Linked DNA regions of Gossypium hirsutum: all the other regions are linked to region 3. A link is a contact called in public Hi-C data. All regions are on one chromosome and are shown on one strand. The core of a region is the stretch at or near the end of the contact, and the rest is flanking DNA. Distances in the headings are between cores, read along the strand shown.

Region 1 (4,556 bases), core at 535-3,034, 590 kb after region 3:
TTAAAATATTTTATAAAAATTGTTTTCAATTAAACAAACATACATGCGTGATTTTTTTATTTTTTATTGTTTAATTGAATTTATTTTTATCTATAATTGTATATTTTACATTATTTTTGCATATATTAAAAATATTATGTTAAATTTAGGTTCATTGCAACGTCATTTTTTAATTACATGACTATTAAGTGAGTATTTTTTATTTAAAAATGTGATATCAACAAAATTGACAAAAAAAATTAAAGACGTCAACAATTGGACTTGATTTTCAAATTTGAAAAGTAAATGGACTAAATTACAAATCTGTGAAGTGTATATAGATGTATAACATATTTTAACCTTTGTACTACAAAATATTTATTATTAATATATTTATAATTGTAATAAATATTTATTATTAAAATATTAATATTGAATATTTTCAATAATATGTGAATAATATTATTTAAAATTACTAATTTTAAAATTTATTATTAAAATAAAAGTAAAATATTAAACAATTTATTAAAATAATAAGTTATACTTATTATATTAATAATTTATTATATGACTAAATATAAATAATTAAATATGTATGTTTAATAATATTTAAAAATATAATATTTTAAATATTTTTAAAAATAAAAATAAAATTTATTATCAATATAATAATATTAAGCTTGATTTAAGTTAATTTTTGTATAAAAATAAAATTATATATAGACGAGCTCTTTTCTGAAAAATGATTTATGCTTTTTAAAAGGGTAAATCATTTTACAGAAAAAAATGACTTATTTTATCTTGACCTGTAATTTATTTTCCGTTGACTAAATTATTTTCTGTAAAACAAACACAGGAAAATGCAGAAAATATTTTCCGTAAAACCTTTTATATGGAGAAAACTTTTGCTATAATAGAATAAAATGATACTGCATATTCTAAATACGAAATAAAATATAAGTCCAAAATGTTGTTTTGTTGGCACCTAATATCAAATTTTAAAACGCAATCAATTTTTGTGCTAATTTGAATTTTCATGAATTGCCTTATTGCAAAACTTTGATGAATTATTAAAAAAAAATTATTCTCCTTTTAGAGAGACAACAAATTAGTTTTTTATTACATGCCAATGAAAAAAAAAAGAAACTGTCACATCCCTCAAAGCTTAATTGATACACTTACATGTAAATTTAACCCATAAGTATTAATTGGTTTTTGAAAAATAATATATTTTCTAATAAAATATAAGTAAACATTATTTTCAAAACTTAAATTTTTGGATGCTTATTGTAATTCATGTTTTTCATATGTTGAATTATATAGCAGATAAGTTGTTTAGATTATTGATATTGAAGGAGATTTGAATTCATGATTAGAATTTAAATAATAAATAAAATAGATATAATGATTTATTTGGTCTTTCATCTTTAATTTAATTTTTCGGCTTTGAGCTTGTATTATTTGACTAATTATCTTAAAATGGATAAAAATTATAATGTTTGTTAATTTTATTGGTATGGCTGTCTATGTTGGTAATTAATTAATTTTTTAAAAATTAAAAATGTTAAAAAATATATTTTTTATTATTTTTAAATAAATTTAATATATTTTAATTTTAATAATTATATATCTTTTGAAATTTTTAATATTTAAAACTTTTATTAATTGTTACGTGGATGTGTTCAATAAAATTAATTGATGTTAGCTTTTTCTTCTATTTTGAATTGATTTGATAAATAATATAAATTAAAAAAATTAAAAAATTAAATAAAAGGATAAAATAATTTTTTTTTATAAAGTTGGAGGCAAAAATAAATTATTATAAAAAAGAAAAAGTGAAGTTATATAAGTTGACACTGCGGAGGTATCCTAACCCAACTACCAAACACTCCTCCAGTCCTAGAGGCGGTGAAGCCTTAAAATCTACAAACAGCACCGCAGCGGAGAAAGCTGCAGAAAGGAGATTTTGAGGGTAATCTTAAGTAATTAATTGGTTGATTTAGGGGCGAAATGGGGAACGAAGCAAAAAACACCGCCAACGTGGGAGGAGGAGGATTCAGGGCGAGAATGGAACACTACATATATAGCGGTGAAAAGAAGCATGTAATGGCTGGCATCGCCATCGTCGCCCTCGTTTTTGGTGCCCCTTGGTTTCTCATGAACCGAGGTGCCTTTCTCTCTTTCCTTCATTTTTCTTTTTCAGCTTTGCATTTACTTTTCGGTTTGGGGGGGGGGGTTGGGGTAGGGTTTTAGATGTATCTTTGGGTTTCTCACTCTAAATATATTGCAAATTTGAGGAATTTGTATGATTTATCTCAATGTAATGAACAAAAGCAAAGATAGATATATAGCATCACTGACTTTAGTTTTGGAGTAAGTGAATTTGAGGACAAATTTTCCTTCATGATTTGGGTAAATGAATTTGCATTTTTTTTTGGAAATGGTCCGCAAAATTCAGTGATTCTGAAGGATCTTTTAGGTAGCTTTTGGAACTTGAATTCCATCTGATGGCTTCGGATATATAAAATAGTGGATGTATAAAACAGTGTAGATTATGCGAAATGCAGCTTTCGTTATTATTTTTAAAATCCATAGATTTGTTAAGGGTCTACTTAGTAATAAATTTGGAAGTCCTATAGATATTTGTGATTTTTGAAAACCATGTTTTTATAGCTTGAAATGTATAAATAGATTGAATCTCAGTTAGTTCATGTAGAATGTATGCATTTCATTCTCACTTATGCAGTAAATGAAATCCGAATCTTTATATTCCTGAGCATAGCATTAACGAATCTGTCAAATTGGTGCGCATTTTTTTGAAGTTGCTCATTGGAGTTTATATTTATCCAAAATTGGTGTTTAGAAGAATGAAACAAGAGATTGAAGTCAATGGAACTTGAGGTTGTCGAGGAACTATATTGAAGCTGAATTCTGACTTCTCTTTTTTTCTAGTTTTGTTAGCAGCAGGTTCTGAGTCAAATTTTTCTGATTCTGATGGTTCTTTTACAGATTTCAAAAGTCGTTTTCTTTAATCTAAATATATAAAGAATGTGTTTGTTTTTGTCGACATGGATCAAGAGACTCATTTAAAAATAGCAATACGCTTGTCTTGACAGCAATGGCTGCTGGTTTATATATAGTTCTTTCCTAGAAAGTTGACATCATAAGCAAGTTGAGCGATTTAGCAGGCTGTCAAGGCAAAGTTTACGGACAGAATTTGGCATATGTATTTCTCTATCACATCTTGACAGACTTTAAAAATGCTTTTGTGAGCTGGCATTGGCTAGGTCCTAGGCTATTCCTCTTTGTCAATTCGTGTTCAGTCCCAAGAACTTTTGTGTTGAGTACTGTGAGAATGATGCGGTTAAATGCTATCTTACTTGGGTTTGGGTGTAAGCATAGGATACAGGTCTTGTCTTGACATAGGTTCGTTCATTTTTCTTACCCTTTTTGTTTGCCATGATTTGAACAACCGAAGTTAAAAAGGTTTGGTAGTGCTTTTGCTGTGAAAATACTGTAGGAAAGTTATTCGAGGATGACAAATTAACCCAACTCTCAGGATGTTGTGTTGCATACTTGAGGAAGTTGAATGTTTTAAGAGTGGTTGTTTCATTTCATTATTGGATGCTGTTTGTTGGGTACGTTGATCACTTAAAAACTAATTGAACAAAGGCCTGATTTTCCTTGTAGGAACAAAGCATCAGTCACACCAAGATTACATGGAGAAAGCTGACAAGGCACGGAGTCAACGACTTTCTTCTTCAAAATAATAGTTTAAGTTGTTCGATCAAATCAGATTGTTTCCTTCAGCAGCTTTTTGATTGTCAGATGGAAGCTACTACTTCTCGGTAGTCCTAGATGCAGTTGAAAACCTGGAATGCTGGAAAAGGAATTTGTTAGAGGTTCCACCTTTAATTAATAGAACGATCTGATCACTTTCAAGATCAACATTTGTTATAATTTTGATCTATATCGAAAGTATTTCCCTCTAGGTGGTTGGTTTGACCGAATTCTCTTTTCCAGGAATAAGTATTATCTGTCAAACTCGAGATTGATTTAGCTTTATATCATCAAGTGCTATTCTTATTTTTTAACTTTTAACTTTGGTACATATCGGGTATTGTATAATTCACGATAATTGTGCGTGTTAACATGCAACGTGATTGAGGTATCTGAGTTCACATCGGGGATGTTGTTATATACCAGGTCCTGTAGAGTCGTCCATATATAGATTCAAGTTAATGAAGGGAAGAAGGTGAAAAGTACAGTATGTACCAGACAGTTCGGTTCTGCCGTTGGAACATCACATCAAATCAGTCGATACAGACATTGTGGATTACAGATTGGAAAAACCCATTAAGGTTACTGTAACTTGTTAGCAAAACTAGAAGGATATCTGAATCTTTTGAGTGAATCTCATTCGCAGACGAATAATTTAGCACTAGAAAGATTCCAGGCAGGAAACAGACTTTCAGCTAGTTCATCACTTAGCATCCCATTTTTTATGGAGCACTTTTTGACACTTTTTCTCAAAAGAGTACATAAAAAAAAAAACCCAATGTCGAGAACATATTACA
Region 2 (4,164 bases), core at 1,170-3,669, 840 kb after region 3:
TTCATTTTTTCACATTGATAAAATTTTTAGTTTGTAAAATTGCATTGGCTCATTGCGTCCAATTCCAATTTTATCGGTCAGAGTATCATGTAACATCTGGTGCATAAATAATATTAAAAAATATTTAAATTTACTACTTCTTTTACCATTATAGTAATAAATAATAATAAAAACTAACTTGTTAGAGTTTATTGACTTTAAAATTAATAAATAATAAAAAATGAAATTTTTATATATAAAAAAGTAAAATATTTAAAAATGTAAAGAAATATAAATTTCATAAAAAAATTATAAAAATTATCGTATCAAAAAAACATTTTATAATTTTTCTATAACTTTTATTGATTTTTATTTTTTATCATTTTTCGCCACATGTCACGTTGTGTTGCGACACATGATAACTTTAATTAAAAAAAACTAGGGGTTGTTAACTTTAACGATCAACAGTTAAAGTTAATTGATAAAGAGACTTTTTGATGCATTTTATAAATTTTTATGATTTTTATAAAATTTTATAATTTTTAATTTTTTGCGATTTTTATAAATTTTTTTATAATTTTTAATAAATTTCAAAATTTTTATATTCTTATTAAAATTTAATAATTTTTCTAAAATTTATTTTTTACAGTTTTTTTAATTTTTTATAAGAGCAAGGGCTTAATTGCTATTTTGAAAAATTTTGAGGATCTTTTTGAAGTATTTTGAAAGTTCAAGTACTCAAATTGAGAGAAAAAAACAGAAACTTAATTGCTTTTTTTTAAAAAAAGTTTAAAAATCTTTTGACATATTTTGAAAATTTAATTGCTCAATTGAGTGAAAAAAGGACTTAAATAGTTTTTTTTTTTAAATTTGAGAATTTACTACACCAGTAAGCCTTTTATATATTTTGTATGAGACAATCTTATTTTAAATTGTTTTTTGAATTAAGTTGTGAGAATATTGTTGTTTAAAGGTGTGCTATGATTTTTTATTTTTTTTAATTTGTTAAAGGATGAAATTTTATTTGTTAATTTATTGAATGATATTTTATATAATTGATTAATATTTTTATATTTGAAATTTATTTAATTTTATATTTTTAAATATTTTTAAAAATTTGATAAATACAAAACGATATAATACCTGCACATATAAAATTCTAATAAAAAACTGATGCATCTACCGGTTCGATATTGACTAGCTTAGAGGTAGAATTAGCTATTCACCTTGGGTTAATGTCAATGATATTTAAACCAAATTGGATCCCTCGGTTGATTTGAGAATGGTCCGATCACTAGAAAAAACCGTTTGAACCGTGAACTAAGAAATCGGTAAAAATCCTGTCCGACCGGTTCTTTCGTCTGCGCAAGCCGATAAAAACAAACAACCTGAGACCCACACCCACCCGGGCAACCACCACTCTCGTCACTCGTCCATCCGGCCTCTCTGACTCTCTCAACCTCTCTTCACTCTTTAGTCTCCAATCTCCCTCCACCTTCCGGCTTTCAGCCTCCAGTTCAGCTGCCTTTAGCCATCTGCTTCTTCGACGACCATCGCAGCTGAAAAATGAGGAAGTCAGAAAGATTGGTTTGGTGGTAAAGGACAAGTGAGAATTGAAAGGAGTTAGCGATAATAATTTTTTTGGTTTTCTTACTTTATGTTGGCTATGTCCTATGACTGAAAAGACGGTGGGCTAATTTAAATTAAACTTAAAAGCATAGGCCAAAGTTTATTTGAGGTTTTTTTTTAATTTTTTTAATTATTATGATTTTATATTATTAAACAATAAATCAATTAAACTAAAAATTAATAATTTGATTAATTCGACTATTAATTTAATTTTAAAAATATTAATTTACGTACCACTTCATCATCTTGTTAATGAACAATTAACCAAAATATTACAAATCGAAAACATATATCATCATATTCTAATTTAATTTTTTTATAGTTGAAATTTGTTGATTGTTTTAATGATTAAATGTGTAATTTATTATAAGTAAGATGCATGAGATTTAACTGATTTATAATAGCACTATAATATTTAAATAAGAATTTATGGATATTGAATGAATTAGAGGTGGATTCGGTTGTTGAATTCTTTACTTTAAAAATTTAATTAGAAAACGTGATTGTAAGAAATATATTTTTTTATCATTTCCTAATTAAGTTCAGTCGGGAGTGTTATAACCGTATATAGATAGATAAAAATGCATTGATGAATCATGATTAGAGTAAGGTTCGGTCTAATTTTGATTTTTGAATTTTCTAAGAAAATTAAAATATAATTGTTTAACCTACCCGTGAGTCATGAGAACCGTAAGCCGAGATGAATAGGTAAAAGGAACGGTCAAGATTAAACCAAGTGGGTGGCTGATGAAAAATACTATGGAACCGCCTTCACAGAATGAATAAAAAAAGGAAAATTAAATTTGGACCTTGAGAGAGTCAGTCAGTCCATATCCAATTACGATTTTTTCTCTTTTTCTTTTCTCATAAATGCCCCTTTCGCCCCCCTGACTCTCATTCAAAAGGCCTAAACTCGAGATCTTTTTGATTATATATAGTTTTAGCCCTAGCTACCCCAGCTCAGGTCCAATTCCAATTTAGGGTTTTGTTTTTCTCTCCCTCGCTCGAACAGCGAACAAACAAACAAACAAACAAAAGCTTTAAACTTCAAAGCTCTGAACCTTTTTTTTTGCCTTTGGGTGCTTCAGCCCAATTAACCGACTTTGTTCTCCTCCTTCATCTTCCTCCTTTGCGCTTCCCTCTGTTACCGGAAATTCAAATATATTATTTTTTTAATTCCTTCGGTTTCCGGGTGAAAACAAGCCTCTAAATCGGTGAAACTGTTGTTTTGGATCTGCTTTCAGGGTTTTGTTGGTGATACAACGAGGTATCAACTATTTTTTTAATCCTCGATTTATATGTTGGGTTTTGTTTATTTATGTCTAATTTTGCAATTTTAGAGTTTGTTTTCAGTTTTTTGGATCTGGTATTTATTGAGTATTTCTTTTTGTGAGGCTTTTTTTTTTAAATTTTATTCTTGGTGTTAATCAAAATTATGTTTCTTAGTGGTTTTTATATTGGCTTACGTTAATCAAAATTATGTTTCTTGGTTGTTTTCATATTTGGCTTATGTTTTGCTTCATGTGCATCTTCTAATCAGTTTTTCGCCTTTTTTTATCCACATAATTTATTTCACTGTAATTGCTTTTCTTATGGGCTTCTTAGTGTGTGAGACTGATAGTTATTTCCTTTTTTGTGTTGCAATGGGGTTTCATTGAAAATTTTTTCTTGGTAGAACTCATAGGATGAGTGTGGTAGGATTTATTTTCCTCATTACATCCTCTGAGAAGCAGTCGTTTTCTGTTACCTGTTTTCGTGGGTTCTCGTTTCTCAATTTATAAATGGTCAAACGACGGTTTTTTCCAGCACAAAGTCCATGTGGAAGGTAGTGATTTGGTTTTTGTTGGACTTGAGTGGTAAGGAGTTCAATGTTCCTTAATTTCGATCTTGTGTGGAGAAAGTAGGTGCTAACAAAACTTTCCTCCCATTTAGGTGCTCCGGAAGAGGTTGATACTGGGGGTCTTAGGCAATAAATAGATAAATAAGAGATTTGGTTTTTGTGTCTTTGGGTTGGGGACCTGTGGATTTTCACTTCAGCTGAAGGCACTTTAGTCAAGTTGCTTATGCATATCCACTGGGCTTTTTGGTCCATAATGATAAGGTTAGCTCATCAATCTGGGCATGCCCACATTTTTAGGTATATAAAAGTTGGGTTTGATCCTGCCAATTAGCAAGATATATGGGAGCAGTGTTTTTTATTTTTTGGTTTATTTAAGTTGTCTTTCATGTCCAGATGTGGGAATAAATTGGTCTTTAGACTTTGCAGCTTTGAGTTACCAAGTCTAGTTAATGTGTTTATCAAGTTCCAACTGTTATTTTTCTGGCTAAAACGCATCTGCTTTTGTTTACCGTAGACTCTTGAAGGCTTTTTGAATTCTAGGCTTGGCTTAGAATCATTTCAAGTTTGTCTTTTAACCTGAATGTTGTAGTTTTAATGTTCACTGTAAAGCCAGCTTCTCTGCATACCTTTTAATATTCAATTGCTCAGTCTTTTAAGCCATCTCTTCAAATTTGTCTGGTTACTAATATCTATCTGAGGATCATAAAAATTAGTTA
Region 3 (4,591 bases), core at 991-3,490:
CATTTAACAGTTCTTTGTAACTGATTCTGGGGAACTTGTGCATTATATCTGGTGTTGGTGGCTTTCTTAATCTTTCATTTCTCCTGGATGAAATCATTAGTTTAGTGCGACGGACTCCAATCACACAGAGTATTGCTGATAAGAACACTGAGACAAATATGACTAGGATAAAAATAATCAAGAATGCACGTGATTGAAACCAATGCTTCTTCCGCGGACATGTCGCCCTAGTAGACGCCAGTCCACATAGACGCGGATTGCCTAAGAAGGACATATATGTGGCTGAATTGAAGATGCCACTAGTAGGAACCATTCCTTCAAAGTTGTTAAAAGAAAGATTCAGAAATGTGAGGTTAATTTTGCTCAAACTCATCGGTATGTTTCCAGCTATGTTGTTGCTCGAAACGTCGAATGATTCGAGGTTCCTTAGATCACCTAGAGACTCCGGAAGTTGGCCTTGGAGGGAATTATGTGAGAAATTTATCGCTTTCACTGCGATACAGCTCGATATTTGTGGGAAGATGTTCCCATTAAGGTTGTTTGATGAGAGATCAATTTCTTCAACATTTTCCAGCTTGCTGAGCTCAATTGGTAAAAGCCCTTCAAAAAGATTGTGTGACAAATTTATGAATCCTCTGATTTCACGTATTTCGATTATCTCTTGAGGGATCCTCCCTGTTAGCTTGTTGTAAGACAGATCAAGCATGTAAAGATTGGAGCATTTGAACAGTTGTGGCGGTATTGTCCCAGAAAGGAGATTGTTATTGAGAAACAAATATCGAAGTGCAAGTAAATCTCCAAAGCTGGCAGGGATTTCTCCATAGAATTTGTTGTTGGAGAGATCAAGCTGACCGAGATGAGGCAATTTTGCTAATTCTAAAGGAATTCTGATGTTGAACAAGTTGTGGGACAAAAGAAGTCGTTCCAACATTAACAATAAACTCAACTCTTCTGGGATTGTTCCATTTAGAAAATTGGATGTCAAGTTCAACATTGTAATGTTGGAGAGGTTCCTAATTTCTGGTGGAATCGACCCGATTATGAGGTTTTCCTGCAATTCGAGGCGCTTCAGACTAGGGTGACCAATTGAGCTCGGTAATTTTCCTCCAAGTCCCATGCCAGCCACTTCAAGTTCCGTCAAGCCAGTACAATTTCCTAATGTAGCAAAGAAGGGATAAAGATCGCTGTTATTTCCATGGCTTCTCATGTTGTTATATGACAAATGAAGAAACATAAGATTCGGAAGCTTGCTTACTAAATCTGAAGGCAGTTCACCAGATAGATGATTGTTCTCCACATCTAGATTGTATAGTGTAGTATTGGTTAAGGATGCAGGAAGCTGGCCAACAAATTGATTGTTGTATAAACTGAGTGTCCATAAACCGGGACAGTTTCCAATTTCCATAGGAATTCGACCTGTGATGTAGTTGAAAGACAAATCTATAACTTTTAATTGAGTACAGTTAGAGAAAAAGGAAGGAGGCAGGGGGCCTGTCAAGTTGTTTTCCATAACAGCAAACACGATGAGGCTGGTGAGGAGGGCGAAACTATCGGGCACTGGACCATTTAAGTTATTTTGATTAAGTACAAGAGTTTGGAGGCATGGGAGGGAGGAAAGTTGTGGTGGAATGCTGCTGAAGAAGTGGTTTTCATAAAGGTTTATGAGTTGAAGAGCAGTGAGGTTTGAAAGGGAAGGTGATATCTTCCCCACAAGTCCAGAGCTAGAGAGATCAATTTGTGTCACACGATGATGTTGCTCGTTACATGTGACACCAGTGAAGTTGCAAACATGAACACCATCTTCCCAGTTCGCAAGAGTCGATTTTGGATCCACTAATACCGACTTCTTGAATGCTAGAAGTGCAGCCTTGTCTTGAACCAAAGATCGGCCCTGAAGACAATCATGATAAGGATAACGACGACGATTTGGATAAGGTGAACCCGTATTGCTGGAGACAAAAATAAAATGGAGTAGAAATAGAAGAATGAAAAACAGTCTAATGAATGCCATTGTCATTGCCTTTGCAAGTGCATAAGAAACTTTCGCTTTGTGAGAGTCACCTTTGTTTCATCTCCAAGCCTTCATTATAACAAGAATTTAATACAAGTTGAGGAATTGTGAATTGAGATAAACAAAAAGAGACTATGATTTTTCTAATGAAGTGGATTTGAGAGTGACATTTTATAAAGTTGTTTAAAGGTAGAACTAGATTCCCGGTGAGGAAATATTTCAATAGTGACAATGATTTGTAGAGGGACTAGCATGCTTTTTCTTTTCATCTCTATACCGTTGAAGTTTTATATATACTGCAACCAATGAAATAGTTAATTAATATTTTAAAATATGAGCCAAATATTTCAAGAAAGGACAAAGGCAACCACCCCTACTAAAAAATTTAACATTTTTAAATAAAATCCATGTCCATCCCATCTCATAATCCGATTTTTGAAAGAAAATATGCTGTAAGATACATTGATATTTGGATTGTTTTATTAACCTTAACTATAATAACAATTTTATGGGTTTGGTTTTCAATCATTATTTATATTCTTTATTGATCAACACCGGAATGGGATATAAATTCCAGTGGTTGCAACAATGGGAATGATTTTAGTAGGATATGGTGCAAATTTATTAAAAGATAATGGAACATCCTGTCATAGAAGCACTCAATCAAGTGATCCATATGCATCCGCGGGGAGAGAGAGATAACATCTTTCTTCTTCTTTTCTGTTTGAGGGTCCACAAGTTGACAATTAGTGTTCATTTAGATGGTATTTTAGTGATGGACATAAATTTAGATTTATATTGAGAGGAAAAGAGTTGACATTTGTTTTCTATCGGTGACTGAAACTGCATATAACTATGATTAAATTGTTGTGATAATTTTGTTGGGAATTTGTGATATTCCAACCTCGTCCTTTACAGGGGAAATTTGTTAGGCAGATGGAGTTTTTGGGTTGCCAACATTTTTTTCGCAAACAATGAGATAAAGCTAAAGAGTCAGAAGAGTAAATGAAGCGTGAAAGGGAGCCATGAATCTCAAGTCCTTTGCTAAATCCTTTTCTAAGATTCCCACGTCCCAATAGTCTACATCACTTTTAACGTTGGCATGGTTGCTTAATACATTTTTCTACAAACTCATTAACCATCCAAATAAAACAGTTTATTGAAGTGTTAATATTTAAAAGATTGGGATGTTTGAAGCAGAAGATATCCCTTCAAACACTGTTGCGTCTTCTTCTTCTTCCAATTCCTTCTCTCACTTCAAGCTTTCTGTATTCCTCTCTCATTCTTCTAGACCTTGCTTCAAATTTTTCATTACTTACGTCACACTATTTTAGCTTACATGTTAGGTAAAAAAACAATTTAAATTTACAAAAATTCAAAATTTTAGAAATTTTAAAAAAATTATGAGAAAACATTCTTTAAATTTTAAAAATAAAAAGCAAATAATTTTAAAAAATTTCAATGAGCAAAAGAATTTTAAATTTTAAATTATTAATTTTTTTTTCAAAAATCATGAGGAAAATAAAAATTCAAACTAAAGTTAATTATAAATCGTTGGGGTTATCCATGATCTCATTATTAGTTGGATTTATTTATACTACTCAAGTAATAGTTCCCACAACCAAATTGTTTCACATATATTTATATAAAATTTCATTTATTTGTATGTATATTAGTATTAATATTTTCATTTTACAGTTTAAATTTTTTTAAATCACATCATTATAAAATCATCATTCCCAACTGCTGTATCTCCCTTTTTTCCTCATATATGTTTTACCTCTAAAATTAAACTAATTTTAGAGTGTGCGTAATTTGTTGATACGAGGAAATGAGATATTTATTAAATTGTTTTATAAGTCATTCCAGTTTATGCAATACAGTAATTTATGTTGTCTGTATCATTATGCCGAGACTTAGAAAATTTGATGTGTAGATTTTGGTGACGTAATTTATAATCTAACAAAGGCATACATTGATGTAGTTGGGATACTATGTAATCTATTGGAGAAAGGTTTAAGGTCTTACCCTTCATTTACCTAGCATAGTATTTGGGGTGCATGTAATCTATTGGAGAAAGGCACAAGGTGGAAGATTGGGAATGGTGAATCGATGAACATATGGAATGATGTGTGGTTGCCGAGTCCTGGTGATGGAAGAGTAAAAAGTCAAAATATTGATTTAAGATACTTAACTGTTGTAGATTTAATTGATAGTGAGTCGGTTACCTGGTAAAAGAAGGTCATCAACAGGCTGTTCAGTGATGAGCAAGCTGAGAGAATATTATCCATCCCGCTGGTGAGCAGTATGTAGACAAATGAGATAATATTGAGAGGTGACAGTTTTAGAGTTTATACAGCAAAGAGCAAGTACAAATGGCTCATTACAGAGGACCAAAATTTGTTGGGAAACAACAACACATTCCAATCTGAAGATACAAGCTACTTTACAAAAAGTTGGAGCCTCAAAATTCCCAGCAAGATTCGAATAAATCTATGGAAAAATAACTAATGAATATATGTATGCCTTCTCTAGGTAACCTAAAGTCTCGAAGGCTTAGGGAAGATGCACTTTGCCCAA
Region 4 (4,628 bases), core at 1,646-4,145, 540 kb after region 3:
AGTAGGACCTACACTGCCAGCCTTCATACAGTCAAGAATTTCCAAAGTTCCTTCAAAACCTACACCATGAAGAAATGCATGGTAGGTTTCCATGGTTGGGCTAAGATTCTCTTCTTTCATGATGGACAAAATATTTCTTGCCTCTTCTACCTTCTCTGGTTCACAAAGAGGACGTATCATTGCATTGTAAGTGGCAGAATCTGGCGGCAACCCAGATTTTTTCATTTTCTTGAGGATGTTATAAGCTTCATTTAAGCAATTTTCGCGAGCCAGGACATACACCAGTGAATTGTACACCTCAATGCCTGGATCCCAGCCTCTTTTCTTCATTTCATCATAGAGCCGCAGTGAGTTAAATAGATCTCCAACTTTTGAGAAACAAGAAATCATGTAAGTATAAGAGGTAGCATTTGGTATAATGCAGTATTCTGACATTTCTCTCCAAACTCTCTTTGCTTCAACTACATCAACCAAAACATTACACCAACCATTGAGAATAATGTTGAAGCCATCAGCATCCAGTGGGAAGAGCTTCTTATTTACAAGCATTATCTCTTCAGCCTCTTCAATGTTGCCATATCTACATAGAGCCTTTAGGAGGGTACTGAACGCTTCTTCGTCCGGACTCATTCTGAACTTCTCCATAGTATGAAAAGTTTGAATAGCTATGCATGGATCACTTGCAGCTGCATATCTAATTGACGCCAAATGAAATGAAAAAGGAACAAACAGTATATAAGAACAAAATGTTAACAAATTATATGCCTTGCATGAATGTTTGTGAAATGATATCATGGAGAGTAAAATGTTAAGTCCTGTGGAAACCCTAGGAAGCCTTGATTCCTTTGGATATCTAACTTACAACAGTTTTAAAATATTGCAAATGCACACTGAAAAGTGTGGGAGAAAAAAGAAGCAAGGATCTCAGTCCACCAAGATAGGACATCAATACAGGAGAATTCACTAGACAAACTGCAGAGGACTCAAGTGGTTAAAAATCAGAACTTAAAAGGAGAAAAATAAACAAATTATGAAGTTTAGAAACTATAACAGAAACAATCAATTGGAACACTGTTATCAATGCAACCTATTACTAAATTAACTGAAATGAATACAAAGGGGAACATGACCAAAAAGCGAAGAAACGGGGGTGGAAGGAGGGAATGAATGCAACAAAATAGATCCAGTGTTGTTAAGGCATGTGTTAGTCACAGCGCTGTTCCATAGCTACACAACAAAAGTGCCTGTCATTTTCAGGCAAGGCACATTTGATCATATGTATGTCTGGTGCACCTAGGTGTGCATTTCTTTAAGGCAATAGGCAAAAAAAAAATGAAGAAGAAGCTGGTCTGATGGAATTTCACTTGCATTTCTTTTATTTTCATCTTTGACCCTTAAAACTCTTAGGTCTAATAGTAAAAACTGGACAATATTAAATTCTCTAGTTCTCTAGTGATTTCAACAATAACTTTAAGACTATGTGGTAAGGTGCACACTGGCTAAAATAAAGGAAAAAGGAATTTTAAATATAAATATGCATAGTATTCACTCAAACGAGAGTTTTTTTGCTGTGCCTTCTGTCTCGGAAGAAACATAAGGTTTCTAGTGCCTTGAGTGCACCTTGCGCCCTTAATGACTCTGGATAGATCACAAGGAATTTAGTACCAACAACAAGCTTATAATTATAGATTTATTGACCTGAAAAGCGCACATTTTTAGAAAGCGTTGCAACATAGAGTTACCGAGATATTTAAAATACACAAGTACAATCACTATGCTTATTAGCAACGTTATAACTAAGTTCGCAACTTAATTCACATTGATGAAGATCCTAAATGTGTGAATGAGGCCTTAAGCAGTAAGATGGAGGCTTGGGACCTTTCAGTCTCAAGTAAGTTCAACTTTAGATGGTTATTCTTGACTTAATACAGGGCTTTGTCATAGTTTTGCTCTTTCACCTTGATGTAGTATTTGTGTCATACATGTAATATTGTAAAGAAAAATCTTGTGTATCCAAAGAACAGAGGAATATTTACAACCACTTGCATGCTAAACAAACATAGCCACAAAACTAAGTCTAGTCAATGAAAGGAAAAGCAAGCTGAGGCTCACCTATCAATCATAATAAACATTGCCCGTCTTGTATCCATAGAAGAACGATATAAGTCGCGAATCAAACACCAGGCCGTGTTAAACTTCCTATGATTTCCCAACACCCATATCATCAACTCATATGTTTTTTCACCGCTACTTCCCCATTTTTCACCCCACTTAAAAGCCAAAAACGCCAGTCTCCACTCTTCTCTCAATGTCCAAATCACTGAACACACCAAGCCTAGAGTTGCCTTGATCCCAGACTCGTCAAGGGAAGCCATGGCCTCAGTTTCAGAGCTCAAATGGGCAACCCGTTTGAGCAAATGAAGAAGAGCTGGTTCCTGCGGACCAGGATCATGGTTTGGTTGTGGAGTGGTCTCGAATGGGTAGTTTAGAGTCTGGCTTGAAAGGGATTGGAGCGTTGAGAAATTAGAGGTCACTACTGGGGTTTGAGAGGATATGAAGAATGTTTGATGAAATGCCAAAGAGAACAAATAAAGTTGTTGAACTAAGGGAGAAGGAAAAGGTGAGGGAACAGTGGCAGGATACTGAAGGAAAAATGGGGATAGGATCTGAGAGTGAATTCTTTGGAGCCTTCTTGCTAGAGAAAAGAGGGCCATCATCTATATACCGAGTGAAGCAACTAGCAAAGCGAGTACCTTTTCGGTTTTGAAAATTTGTAGCTATGATTGTTATTATTATTTTTGTTCGACTGTAGCTATGATTATTTAAATGACCATTCATAAAAGACTTAACATAACAATCGTATTTAAGAGGTACAATTGCAACATTTTCTCTGCTTAAATCAAGATTTTATTTTAAAAAATTAATCTCTTATTGGTTCAATATTTTTTTGTACAAATATTATTATTTTTTTAAAGAGAAGTCTTTACGTCAACATAATAGGCTATTCATAAACATAAGATATTATTTGTTATAGCCTTTTGAATTTAAAGTGTCATAGAAACAATTTTAGATATCTACATGTAAAAGTACTATCAACCCTTTATATTGAAAGGTAGATTGCATTTTGCCCCCTTATATTAAAAAATTGATAAATTAGTCCTTATATGTTAAAAAAACATGTAAATTAGTCATTTCAATAAAAATTTTATCCATAGTTGTTGCTAAGGGATGATTTGACTTATTTTTAAACTTTTTTTTATGTAAGTGACATGAAATTAAAGAATGAGTAGGATTAAATTTTGTCTATTCTACTCAAAAATAGGTAAATTAATCCCTATTCATTAGATTAAAGAGAAAAATGGTCATTTGTTAAAAAATGGGTTCAATATAAAATCAGTATCAAAATTTATCCACTTCTCTAAAATTGATACTTATAGTCTTTTTTATCTTAGATTGGTACTCGAACTTTTTTCTTATCATTTAAAGCGTTACTTGAGCCTAGCGTAGTTAAGTTTAGGACAAGTGCTAGAATATAATTGTGACACATGGTATAGATGACGTCATAGTGATGTCATAATATATATTTTAAAAAAAATCTTTTTCTTTTTTTGACTTTTTCCACAATTAATGTTGTTCCTTTTTTTTATTCTTCTTCTTCTTCTTCCTTCAACCCCAAATTTTGTTTCTTCTATGTTTCTTTTTCTATTTAATTAAAACCCTTTTCAATATAATTTTGAAAAAGGGGTCATTTTGGCTTTATAGAGGATGAGGATAGATTTCGTTTCAAGTAAACATGAAATTTGTTTCAAAAAGGGTTAATTTGTTTCAAAAAAAGGTTTTGAAGGTTTGAATTGAATCGTTAAGTGGGGACTAAGTTTGGGCATGGGTATTGTTACAAGGTGATGTAATGAAAGTTAAGGGGGTAAATTTGGGGGGTTTTGGTGTTAGGGTTTGAATATTTAATAGGGAGAGAAATGGGAGATAAAGATTAGGATTTTCTCTATAATGGAAGCTAATGGGTGAATTTTAGGGTTTTGAATTTAGGTGAAGAGAAGTAGACTTTGCAGTCATCTAGATTCTAAAACCCAAACTTCGACTTCCTTGATATGTACCATTTAGATTAAGACACAAAACTAGAGTTCACTTCTTGCTTACAGATCATGTGTATATGTGTTTGCATTTGAGACTGTGAAAGTGAGGAATAGTAAAAGAGGAGCTTAACCAGACCTTATATTATGCCATTTCCAATGCTCAAAAAGTGATATATTCAAATCACTTTTTCAGTTTCTTGTTTCTTTTTATTGGTTGAGCAATTGTTTCGGTCTAGAGTCTATTGCTATAAAGATCACAAATTGATCTGGTTTTTAAATTTTTTATTTTCTACTGTGTAAGAAAATCATTTTTTACATAAGATTTTTTCCAGCAGCCATACCTTGAGAGCTCGAACCAAAATTCCTTATCATAAGTTGAATAGTTGAGTTAGGCCCCATGAAGTTTCTCACTAAAATATGCTAAAGGTCTCTTATCTTGCCTCAATACTACAACAAATCCCAACACCAAAAGCATCACATTCTATTTCAAATGTGTTAGAAAAATCAAATAGTTTTAAAATAGGAGGAGAACATAAC

What was found. Hi-C and Micro-C count contacts between places; a contact is called where the count stands out from the background.
Region 1: a contact with region 3 is called in a Hi-C map of leaf, with 2.7 times the contacts expected there. The contact joins the promoter of LOC107961780 here to the promoter of LOC107962278 in region 3. A contact is called at or near these places in 6 of 34 Hi-C or Micro-C datasets (callus, hypocotyl and leaf).
Region 2: a contact with region 3 is called in a Hi-C map of leaf, with 5 times the contacts expected there. The contact joins the promoter of LOC107961776 here to the promoter of LOC107962278 in region 3. A contact is called at or near these places in 2 of 34 Hi-C or Micro-C datasets (both in leaf).
Region 4: a Hi-C map of leaf shows a contact between it and region 3, with 2.6 times the contacts expected there. The contact joins the promoter of LOC107962968 here to the promoter of LOC107962278 in region 3. A contact is called at or near these places in 2 of 34 Hi-C or Micro-C datasets (both in leaf).

Annotation. Positions count from the first base shown.
Region 1 is chrA06:61,022,840-61,027,395 of Gossypium_hirsutum_v2.1, forward strand. LOC107961780 reads left to right here and starts at 1,785. Exons shown (of 2, transcript XM_016897910.2): 1 at 1,785-2,146; 2 at 3,670-4,073. The coding sequence starts at 1,990. The coding sequence ends at 3,749. LOC107961779 (magnesium transporter MRS2-1) reads right to left here. Exons shown (of 8, transcript XM_016897908.2): 8 at 4,552-4,556.
Region 2 is chrA06:61,268,805-61,272,968 of Gossypium_hirsutum_v2.1, forward strand. LOC107961776 (zinc finger BED domain-containing protein DAYSLEEPER) reads left to right here and starts at 2,420. Exons shown (of 2, transcript XM_016897904.2): 1 at 2,420-2,875.
Region 3 is chrA06:60,427,808-60,432,398 of Gossypium_hirsutum_v2.1, forward strand. It overlaps LOC107962278 (putative leucine-rich repeat receptor-like serine/threonine-protein kinase At2g24130), which reads right to left and starts at 2,241. Exons shown (of 2, transcript XM_016898593.2): 1 at 1-2,241. The coding sequence starts at 2,017. LOC107962279 (a long non-coding RNA gene) reads right to left here. Exons shown (of 2, transcript XR_001701572.2): 1 at 4,240-4,591; 2 at 3,930-4,157.
Region 4 is chrA06:60,966,870-60,971,497 of Gossypium_hirsutum_v2.1, forward strand. It overlaps LOC107962968 (pentatricopeptide repeat-containing protein At1g80880, mitochondrial), which reads right to left and starts at 2,896. Exons shown (of 2, transcript XM_016899554.2): 1 at 2,113-2,896; 2 at 1-694. The coding sequence starts at 2,717.